3 separate regions of the Mus musculus genome follow, and all the other regions are linked to region 1. Evidence: chromatin contacts called from public Hi-C data. All regions are on one chromosome and are shown on one strand. The core of a region is the stretch at or near the end of the contact, and the rest is flanking DNA. Distances in the headings are between cores, read along the strand shown.

Region 1 (3,121 bases), core at 590-3,089:
TCAGTCTCAGGGTGTGGGTGGGGCAGACACACAGGGAACAGGATCCCCAGGGGATGTAGCCATTTCTGCCATAATGAATGACCAGTCTTTCTTTCTGGACCACAGCAGGAAAACGTCTAGGCTTTATCTGTGCTTAATTTCTTCTTGTCTTTTAATGTCATCCACTTGCCCAGTTAATGGAGATTTCACAGTGAAATGCACAGTGGGACATGGTGGTATATATCTGTAGTCCCAGCACTTGGAGGCTACAGCAGGAGGATTGCCATGACTTGGAGGCCAGCTAGGGCAACATAGTGAGTGCTAGGCTAGTCTGGGCCATAGTTTGAGACCTTGTTTCATAATTTAAAAAGAAAAGGGAAAGAGGTAGATTTTCCCACTTTCCAGATGACCTTGAACTCCTGATACACCTCCTGAGGGCCAAGATTTCAGGCCTCTGACAACACACCTAGTTTGGGTTCCTGACATCTGGAAAGCAGGTCACATCCGTGTCTTCACATTCCCCGTGTCAATGTGTGGCTGTAGCCAAGTAGCTGTGCCTCCCGGGACTAGGGTATGTGCCTACGCTGTGCCCTGCCTGCTGCTTCTTGCTGTAGGGTCAGCTGATCAGTGACTTCCTTGATGACTTGCCTAGTTTATGAGGTATTAGGTTTCGGTCTTTGCTGTAGGTGACAGAAAGCCCCATTAGACCCCCAAGCAAGTAGAACAGCTGTCAGCAGCTGGATGCTGCTGAAGGAGAAAGCACTGACCTTGTCAGAGCTGGCTTTGGGACCCTGAGGCATCCAGTTTGGGCAAGTTCATCCCAGAAGAGGGTGGCTCTTCTTGCAGGCTGCCCTTTGATTGTCCTTTACTGGGGGAGTTAGAACCATCACCCCCCCCCCCCATGACCCCTTACTTCCCACTGCAGGATGCGGCTGCAGATGGACTTCAGAACGCCTCAAGTGGTTGTGACGTGAGCATGCGTGCAACAGGACCCTCCTACCCTCAAGCTCTCTGGCTGCGGAGGCAGTCTGGTCGGCAGCCTGACTCGTTACCTCTGCAAGTGACTTGCTCACTTCCTGGTCTTTCTACTTCCAGACTCGGGAGCAGCTTCAGGCCGACCTGCTGAGGTGCCAGGCCAAAATCGAGGACTTAGAGAAGCTGCTGGTTGAGAAGGGACAGGTAAGCAGGAAGGCCATGCACTCTGTGATCCTCATGGCTCTGTCCCCATGGTGTCCCCGGGGTCCTCATGGCTCTGTCCCCACAGTGTCCCTGGGATCGATGTTGTCTTTGGTGTGCCAAGGGTAAGGGGCGGTTCTGTGGAGGAATCCCTGTGACCCCAGGTGAACCTGTGTTGCCACAGTCAGAGCGTGGTGCCCTGAAAGCTTGCCTGGCTTCTCCTCGGTTGCCCACATCAGAAAAGCAGAAGGTAACTCTCAGAGCAGAGACGCAGCCAGAAGCTCTTTTGACTGGGGCTGGAGCCTGAAGAAAAGCTGCTGTTTTCTGTCAAGATTTTAATTGCCTGTGCGTAATTGAAGTGCTGTGGGCCACTTGGCAGGGCCCATAGCAAAGGGCTGAGGCTGTGACTTCGCCATGGGAGTCTGGATTGGTTATCTGCATGGACTCCCCTCTCTGATTTGCTTAGTCCAGGCCCAGTGGGCATCAGGCAGAGAGAGGCAGCCCTCAGGCCTTTCTTGTTGGTGCCTCTTGTAAGCAGAGGGCTTTCTATTTTACACGGTTCCCTAGGGACCCAGTACCAGAGGTGCCATCTTAGAACTTATTTCCTGGCAACAGTCAGCGGGTTGAGGAGACTTTCACTGCCTCAGAATAGCTTACTGGCACAAACTAGTCACATGGCCCCATATGGGTCTATAAAAGGCTGGTGCACAGGCACAGGCATGGGTTTCTGTAGGTCCTTGCTCCTGCTCTCAGTGAGAGACTGAGGCATATGGAAAGGTCTCTGGCCTCTCTCTCTCTCTCCTCCCCTCTCTCTCTCTCTCTCTCTCTCTCTTTCTCTCTCTCTCTCTGTGTGTGTGTGTGTGTGTGTGTGTGTGTGTGTGTGTGTGTGTGTTTGTATGGTGTAACAAGCTGCCTCTAAACGTAGTTGCTTAAATAGTAGGGTTTGATTTGTTCGGAGATCTGTGAATTGGTGCCAGGCTGGGCTCTGTAAATGGTTGTTCTGTTGGTCTTGCCTGGATTGCCCTGAAGCTTCAGTAGTCAGGCAGGTCAAATGGGGCTAGGCAGAAGTCAGGTAGGTCAAGTGGGACTAGGAGGCCTTAAATGAGATCACTTGCCACTTGTGGTCTGGTTATCCCTCCTCCCATAGGTGTTCTGGCTTTTTTATCTGGTCGTCTGGGGTGAGGAACCCCCTTCTGTCAAGCATCACGAATACTGACCAGGCCTCTGCTCGCATCACATTCATTAGTACTTGAGTAGGCAAAACACATCACAGCCAAGCCCAGCTTCAAGGCTGGAGTAACAGACCCCATCCCTTTGGACGATGAGCTGACTTGCAAAGCATCTTGTACACACAGATGTGGAGCAAAGGTCGCAGCCACCCTTGTGACCAGTCCACCAGACAGGAAGGTGGATGGACACAGCGCTATCTTCTCAGGGACTTGCAGCCACACAAACATACATGCAAAGAGCATGTATGCAAATGGGTCAGCAGAGACACAGGGTATTAGGTAGAAGGCCCCAGGAGGTGACCTTCAAATGTCTTCTGGGCATTGCACACCTGTTGGTCAGATCCTAGGTCCGCCTTGGCTAACGAGCATTGCTGAATTCCAACACTGGGTGAGACTGGCTCGGCTCCTGTGGAGTGGGAATGGGGGGCAAGGTGGAGGGGATAGACTGTTCTAAATCTAGGATGGGCAGGATCAGGAGGTGGAAGAGGAGGAGGAGGAGGGAGGAGGAGAAGAAGGGAGAAGAAGAGGAGGAGGTGGAGAAGGCTCCCTTACCTCCTGTATCTTCCCCCTCCAGTCTGATGCTGATGAGGGAGAGCCAGTGTTCGTGGCTCTGGCCTGACACTGAGGATGCTACGGTGTCAGCACAGAGGCTGTGCTAATAGACTCCATGTGAGTGGAGTTGAGCAAAGCACCAGTGGGGAGGTGGAAAGCCCTTTTGGTTATTCACTCAGCCATCA
Region 2 (2,961 bases), core at 184-2,683, 150 kb after region 1:
TTGGCTAAGTTTTCAGTCCCAGACATGGTTTTCTCCTCTTATTGAACAGTTCTTAAGTCCAATAAGAGAGCTGCTGATTACCACCGAGACATGCCTGCCACTTCTGATCATTGATCTAGGTTTATATGCATACTGACCATTGATAAACTTCATAGGCATCACAGTTGTGTAGGGAGATTCGGTTGCCTTCCTCCTTATGTCTTTTTAAATTAATCCTAGTCCTTTTGGATTCGGGCCCACCCTAGAGACCTGTTTTATCTCTGTGAAGACCTTGCCTTTATTACAGAAATATTCTAAGTTGCTGAGGGTTGAAGCCATAACATAGGGATGTTAGGGGGACACATTTCAGTACTTAAGTGTTGGTGAAATCCTGTGGAACTAATGATCCTGCTGCTGCCTCACTCAGTGACTCTTCTCTGTAACCCTTAGGGAACTGTCAAAACCGTGTAAAGTTCCCTAGGGCTGACCACTTGGTAGAGAGGACAGTTTCTTCTTGCTCTGCCATCTCCCCTCCTGGAGTCTCCTAAATAGCCCAGCCAAATGGCTAGCCCTCCCGTGCTTCTGAATTTGTACTATGCTGCATTCGAATATTAGATAGCAGGCTCTGAGCCCTTGAGAATGCTATGCCTGATCCTTCTTCTCAGCCCAGTACCCTGAGTCAGCTTGGGTGGGGAACACGTACTTTGAGGGGCTGACACTGTACAGTCTGTGCAAACAAACAGACAAACAAACAAACAGACAGACAAACAAACAAAACCCAAAACCAACCAAACAAAACCAACCCACAATTTCTTCGTTATTTGCCTCTAGACAAATAGGAGAGAACCTGATTGTTCCTGGTGGAGTGAAGACCATCGAGGCGAATGGCCGAATGGTCATTCCCGGTGGCATTGATGTCAACACTTACCTGCAGAAGCCCTCCCAGGGCATGACCTCGGCTGATGACTTCTTCCAGGGCACTAAAGCAGCGCTGGCAGGTGGAACCACGATGATCAGTGAGTGGCACTTTCCCTGGCCTTGGGGAGATGGTCCATGAGCCCTGCCCTCCACATCAGTACACACTGGTGCTCAATGCATCTGGCCCTGTTCTCAGGATTCCATGTAACTCCTTGTCACACCCTACCACGATAAATATAGATCATCTTCATGGGTGCTCTGGTCCAGAACAAAAAGAGTTCAAACATGGTGGAGGTTAACTCTCTAAAAGTTATTTTACTGTGTATCTGAGTGAAATTGTCACCCTTGTGATGTGTTCAGATTGGGCGTTTGCAGGTTCTTGGCCTCTTATTCAAGGACTTGAAACAAAAGCTCTCATAGGTTTGCAAAAAGTAGCGACGAATTGTTATTTAAAGCAGAGTTAGAGAACAGGTCAGAGTCCCCTGGGAAGGCAAGAGGAAGACACCCAAGGGCCCCATTATTGTTCAGGGAACATTATTGTTCTTCTTACGGGGGTTCAGGGAGTTCTGGTTGCTAAGGGCCATGGTGAAGGTGGTTCTGTTGTGACTGATAGTGTAGATCACATGCTTACTTTTCTACTGTACAAAGCCCTTACCACAATGGATCTGATTTTAATCACATACACTTCCAAGCATGCGTAGGCATAAGGTGGTAAAGAGGAGATTCTACCTAAAAGTTCCCTTTGAGTTTGCTTTACTATACTGCACCCTGAACCAGTTCAGACTGAATAGGCCTTTCTGGTCTCCTACCTGGGTATAAGGAGTCCATGAATGAATAGAACCTAAGACTAATGGTTGTTAAGGGAAGGAAAAAAATCTCTTCCATTGCTCTGAGAGGGGTGTGCATGCAGCTCAATGCAGCTGGATTCCTAGGCTGCTAACAGGTTGCTAGGTGTGTTATTTAGAGTGGTGTGTGTGTGTGTGTGTGTGTGTGTGTGTGTGTGTGTGTGTGTGTAGCATGTGCAGGTGAGAATCTCAGGCTACCAAGTAAATTATTAGTTATTGATATGAATATTACTTAAGGCTGTGCTTAGCCCAAGCAAAGTGGAGTCCCAGGGTGCTAAACTGTTCCTTATGGTTGCTTGTCTTAAAATGACTCGTGAAAATTCAGCCTCTGTTGAGGGTCTCCTGAGTCACATACTTCTGGCAAATGTCACCATCCTATGAATGCCAAGTGTGATGGGAGGAGATCACAAGGCAGGGCTCACTCTCTTTATCAAAGGCATCAGCTCACTGAGTGATCCCTGCATCAGTACCTTCTACCAGTACAAAAATGTAGTGTCCCAGTCATCCTCCATTAGGCTCCACCTCTCAAAAGCTCCAGCATGGGAACCCTGGGGACCCAGCTTCAGACACATAAATACTTGATGGACCTACTCAGGTCACATTTATGCTGAATCTGAAGCCCCATTTACTATTCTGCACTCATATATGTGGACAGGAGGGTAGCGCTGCAGTGGTCACGCCAGGCTATAGCTGGATCAGGGCACTGGGGCACTCCCTCTATGGAACCCATGCAAATGCACTACATCCTATTCATGGCTCATCCCAGTAAGCAGGATGGTCTTTGAGACCTCTCACCTCTTCTTGCAACAGCAGCCTTTCCCTCGCTCTCATTTCTACTCATATTGGCTGCACTAAGTCTCAGAGCCAGGTCCAACTTCCCTGAAGAACTGTCTGCCCCAGCGAGGCAGGGAGACACTGGAGAAGGCAGAAAGCTTCGGGGATGACTAATACCAGTCCAATGAGGTATGCCTGCTCCCTCTGCTTTGCTTTGTGTGAGTGCCTGCTTTTGCTTGGGTCCCGTTGCTATGAGGTTTTCTTTTAAAAGGCAAGACTTACGATAATCATTTGTCAAGCTCTGCTTCCAGAAAGCTTACTTTCAAGCTGCCCAGCCTTACCTATTCCTGCAGTGTATACAAGAGACTACATATGTCAATTGACAGCAGAGCCATCTGAGCTGTGAGAACCAACTCTCACCTAGCTTGGCTGACAAGTCAAGTCA
Region 3 (2,718 bases), core at 14-2,513, 180 kb before region 1:
CCAGTATAGCTTAAGCTCTGCCTACAGCATTCAAGGCTGTTCTGCCTCAAACCTCCAGACTCCTCCGTATTTCTCCTTTGAATCTGTTCTAAAGGCCTGAAAGACTAGTGGTCAGGCTTATCACAGCAGCACCCCCACTCTCTGGTACCAATTTTTTCTGAATTGTATATGTGTCATGTTTCTGTAATAAAAGCAACTTAAGGGAGAGAAGGTTAGTTTTGGCTCATGGTTCAAGGTTGCCGTCCATCATGGCAGGGAGCATGACACCAGGAACTTGAGATACGGGACTGTTTTACACCTGCACTCAGACAGCAGAGACTTGAGGGCTGCTGGTCAGCTTGCTTTCTCCTTTTTCTGCAGCTCAGGATTCAAGCTCAGAGAATGGTGCCACCCACTTTTAGGGCGTGTCTTCCAGTCTCAGCTAACCTAATGAAGATATCTCCCAGAAGCTAACCCAAGCAGCCAGTTTCTTACAAGTGTGTCATGCTGAGAGTATTAACCATTACAGTGCTTCATACACGTTTTCTATTGGAGTTAAGTCTATAATTTAGATTTTTCTGGAATTTTTTTCTCCGCCTCTAAATAGCCTGTGTAGAACCAGTCCCTACCTGCTTGCCTCCCGACCCCAGACCAGATGGAACCCTAGCCAGGAGCATGCTTGCTAAGCACTCTGACACCAACCATGCCCTCTGCTATGACATCTTATGCTTTGATGTGCTGCTACACAGGCCACTGCCTCTGTCATTGGCCATGTGTGGCTCAACCACAGTATGCATTCTTGGCTGTCATGAGGTTCCCAGGGCCAGAGCCTGTGATGTTCCTCATCAGCCATGATCGTTATTCCAGCTGCACTTGTGTAAAAAGCCTGCAGCTTTCACTAGTCCTTTGCCTCCCACTCCTCTGTTTGAAAAAGCCAGGGTGTGGCTGTCAGAGACTCCCCCAGGGCCCCGCCCACAGCATCCTTTCCTAATAAGATGACACTGCAACTTCCTTCTCACCGAATAAGAAGCACAGTGGAGTCCTGTGTGCGCTCATGCCTGCACTGAGCAGGGGAGGAGGCTGAGGGTCAAAGGAGTACAGTAGTTCCTTAGACCTGTCTGAACCAGACAGGGCTCGGGTGTACTGGCTCTCCTGTATTCCCAGCCGTGGCTTCAGCTCTCCCACAAACACTAGAAATGCAGGTTGTTGTCTGCTAGGCATTGTGGCAGGGTAACCATAGAAACAGCCATTCACGACTCCTCAAAATAGACAGTGATTTCTGCTTTTGATAGCAGAGTCTGCAAGACGTGCTAACAGCTGCTGAGCTGTTCAAGGCTAGCAAACCATTCACTCCTCAGAGTCTCCCAAGATGGAGCCATGAGCGCTCCTTTCTTGGCATTTTGCTCTTCCTCAGCCTCCTCACCATGTTGCCCTGGAGCCTCAAGAGAGCACTCTTCTCTTGGACTTAAAACAACATGTGTGCTTTGAGCAGTTGTGGGGGCTGGAGATCTACTCAGGGTGTGGCCAGGGCTAACTATGATGGAGGCTTTAGGAGCAGCTGTTGCCCTGTCCTTCCCAGCTGCTAAAGCTACCACACCTTGGCTACCACAGCCCCTAGACAGCCAGCACAAATCCCCATCCTGTCCCAAGGTTCTTCATACCAGTGTGGCGGGAAGAGGCCTCTCTGACAGTAAGCTTGGGAGTGAGGCTCAGAGCTTCCCCAGATAAGCTCTTTGTGGGCTTCAGTATAAGGGATAGTGTGGCAGAGAAGATGGAGGGCTCTGAGACTCAGAAATGGGGGCCAGAGCATGTCAGTTCTTCATGGGCCACAACTCAGGACACATTTCACTTTGTCTCTTGGGGATTGGTTGTGTGAGGCTGAGCATGGAATGAACACTCAGTGAGCATTATTGAATCCAGTTTATTAGCCCTTTTATCTCTGCTGGCCTGGGCCACTATTGGGGGCTTTATATGCCCAGAGAGGAAAGATCTGTCCAGAGCCTCTTGGGAGCTGTGGCCAACCCTCTTCTTCCAATGAGGCAATGGGCGGGGCTGTCACTCAATGGTTTCTTGTGGTTGGCTCTACTGAGATGCTTAGGTGGTAACTGACTGCTAGCACCCCCCACTTCCCCTCCCCCCAACTTCCCACAGAGCTCAGGGAGTTAATGCCAGCCCAAAGCAGTTCTAGCCACTGGGGTGTGATTAGCCACAGGTGTCCAATGCACATTCACAAAAGCAGCTCCTGGCCCGAAGACGCAGGACCCGTTAGTACCAGAACCACATCAGGGTCTGGCCTAGAAGATGCTTTCAGGCTTGTGTTCTGAACTGCCAGTAGGGGGCAGCAGAGAGTGTGCAGCAAGCGTAGCTCTGAGATCTGCTTGTGGATTCACTCTCAGTCTTGAGTTTTCTTGTGTATTCAATGGGGGTAATTAGGCTACCACCCCGAAGGTTTTATTAGGGGATTAAGTGAAGTCATTCACAGCACTTCAGTAAATAATCAATTAACACAGTTCCCACAAGGGAGCCCTTCCATGAGCTGGCTTTTCCTCTTTAGAGGGTCCTTAGAGCCCAGGGTTTTGGTAGGTGTTTAGGGAAAGGTTTGATGAATGAATGAATGAATGAATGAATGAATGAATGAATGAATGAATGAATGAATAACGGTACAGATGAATACAGCCAGCTCTGGTTCTGACTGGTCAGGACAGCCAATGACAGCTGCAGATTCTTTCTCCACAGTCT

The links. A called contact is a pair of places that touch in the nucleus more often than the background predicts.
Region 2: a contact with region 1 is called in a Hi-C map of olfactory sensory neurons, with 1.6 times the contacts expected there. The contact joins two enhancer-like sites. A contact is called at or near these places in 1 of 484 Hi-C or Micro-C datasets (olfactory sensory neurons) and 3 of 9 other capture datasets (embryonic stem cells, liver and pancreatic islet).
Region 3: a Hi-C map of cortical neurons shows a contact between it and region 1, with 2.6 times the contacts expected there. The contact joins two enhancer-like sites. A contact is called at or near these places in 4 of 15 datasets of contacts at CTCF or cohesin (CD8 T cells, embryonic stem cells and large pre-B cells), 119 of 484 Hi-C or Micro-C datasets (the 63-12 cell line, the AtT-20 cell line, B cells and 66 more), 11 of 115 datasets of contacts at active chromatin or transcription factors (CD4 T cells, T-cell acute lymphoblastic leukemia, differentiating embryonic stem cells and 4 more) and 4 of 9 other capture datasets (adipose tissue, embryonic stem cells, liver and 1 more).

Annotation. Positions count from the first base shown.
Region 1 is chr5:37,119,867-37,122,987 of GRCm38.p6, forward strand. It overlaps Jakmip1 (janus kinase and microtubule interacting protein 1), which reads left to right. Exons shown (of 21, transcript NM_001347348.1): 10 at 1,075-1,158. Among named protein-coding and RNA genes, the nearest start is that of Gm1043, 32 kb to the right of the region's middle. Within about 2 kb of position 1,840, at least 11 of the 459 cell types and tissues checked have an H3K27ac peak or open chromatin away from gene starts, as enhancers often do. A contact at or near this core is called in cortical neurons and olfactory sensory neurons, where this site is marked.
Region 2 is chr5:37,267,873-37,270,833 of GRCm38.p6, forward strand. Crmp1 (collapsin response mediator protein 1) reads left to right here. Exons shown (of 14, transcript NM_001136058.2): 3 at 811-995. Among named protein-coding and RNA genes, the nearest start is that of Crmp1, 27 kb to the left of the region's middle. Within about 2 kb of position 1,434, at least 3 of the 459 cell types and tissues checked have an H3K27ac peak or open chromatin away from gene starts, as enhancers often do. A contact at or near this core is called in olfactory sensory neurons, where this site is marked.
Region 3 is chr5:36,944,353-36,947,070 of GRCm38.p6, forward strand. Ppp2r2c (protein phosphatase 2, regulatory subunit B, gamma) reads left to right here. Exons shown (of 9, transcript NM_172994.3): 7 at 2,716-2,718. Gm52813 (a long non-coding RNA gene) reads left to right here. Exons shown (of 2, transcript XR_003955899.1): 2 at 1-524. Among named protein-coding and RNA genes, the nearest start is that of Gm52813, 5.4 kb to the left of the region's middle. Within about 2 kb of position 1,264, at least 40 of the 459 cell types and tissues checked have an H3K27ac peak or open chromatin away from gene starts, as enhancers often do. A contact at or near this core is called in cortical neurons, where this site is marked.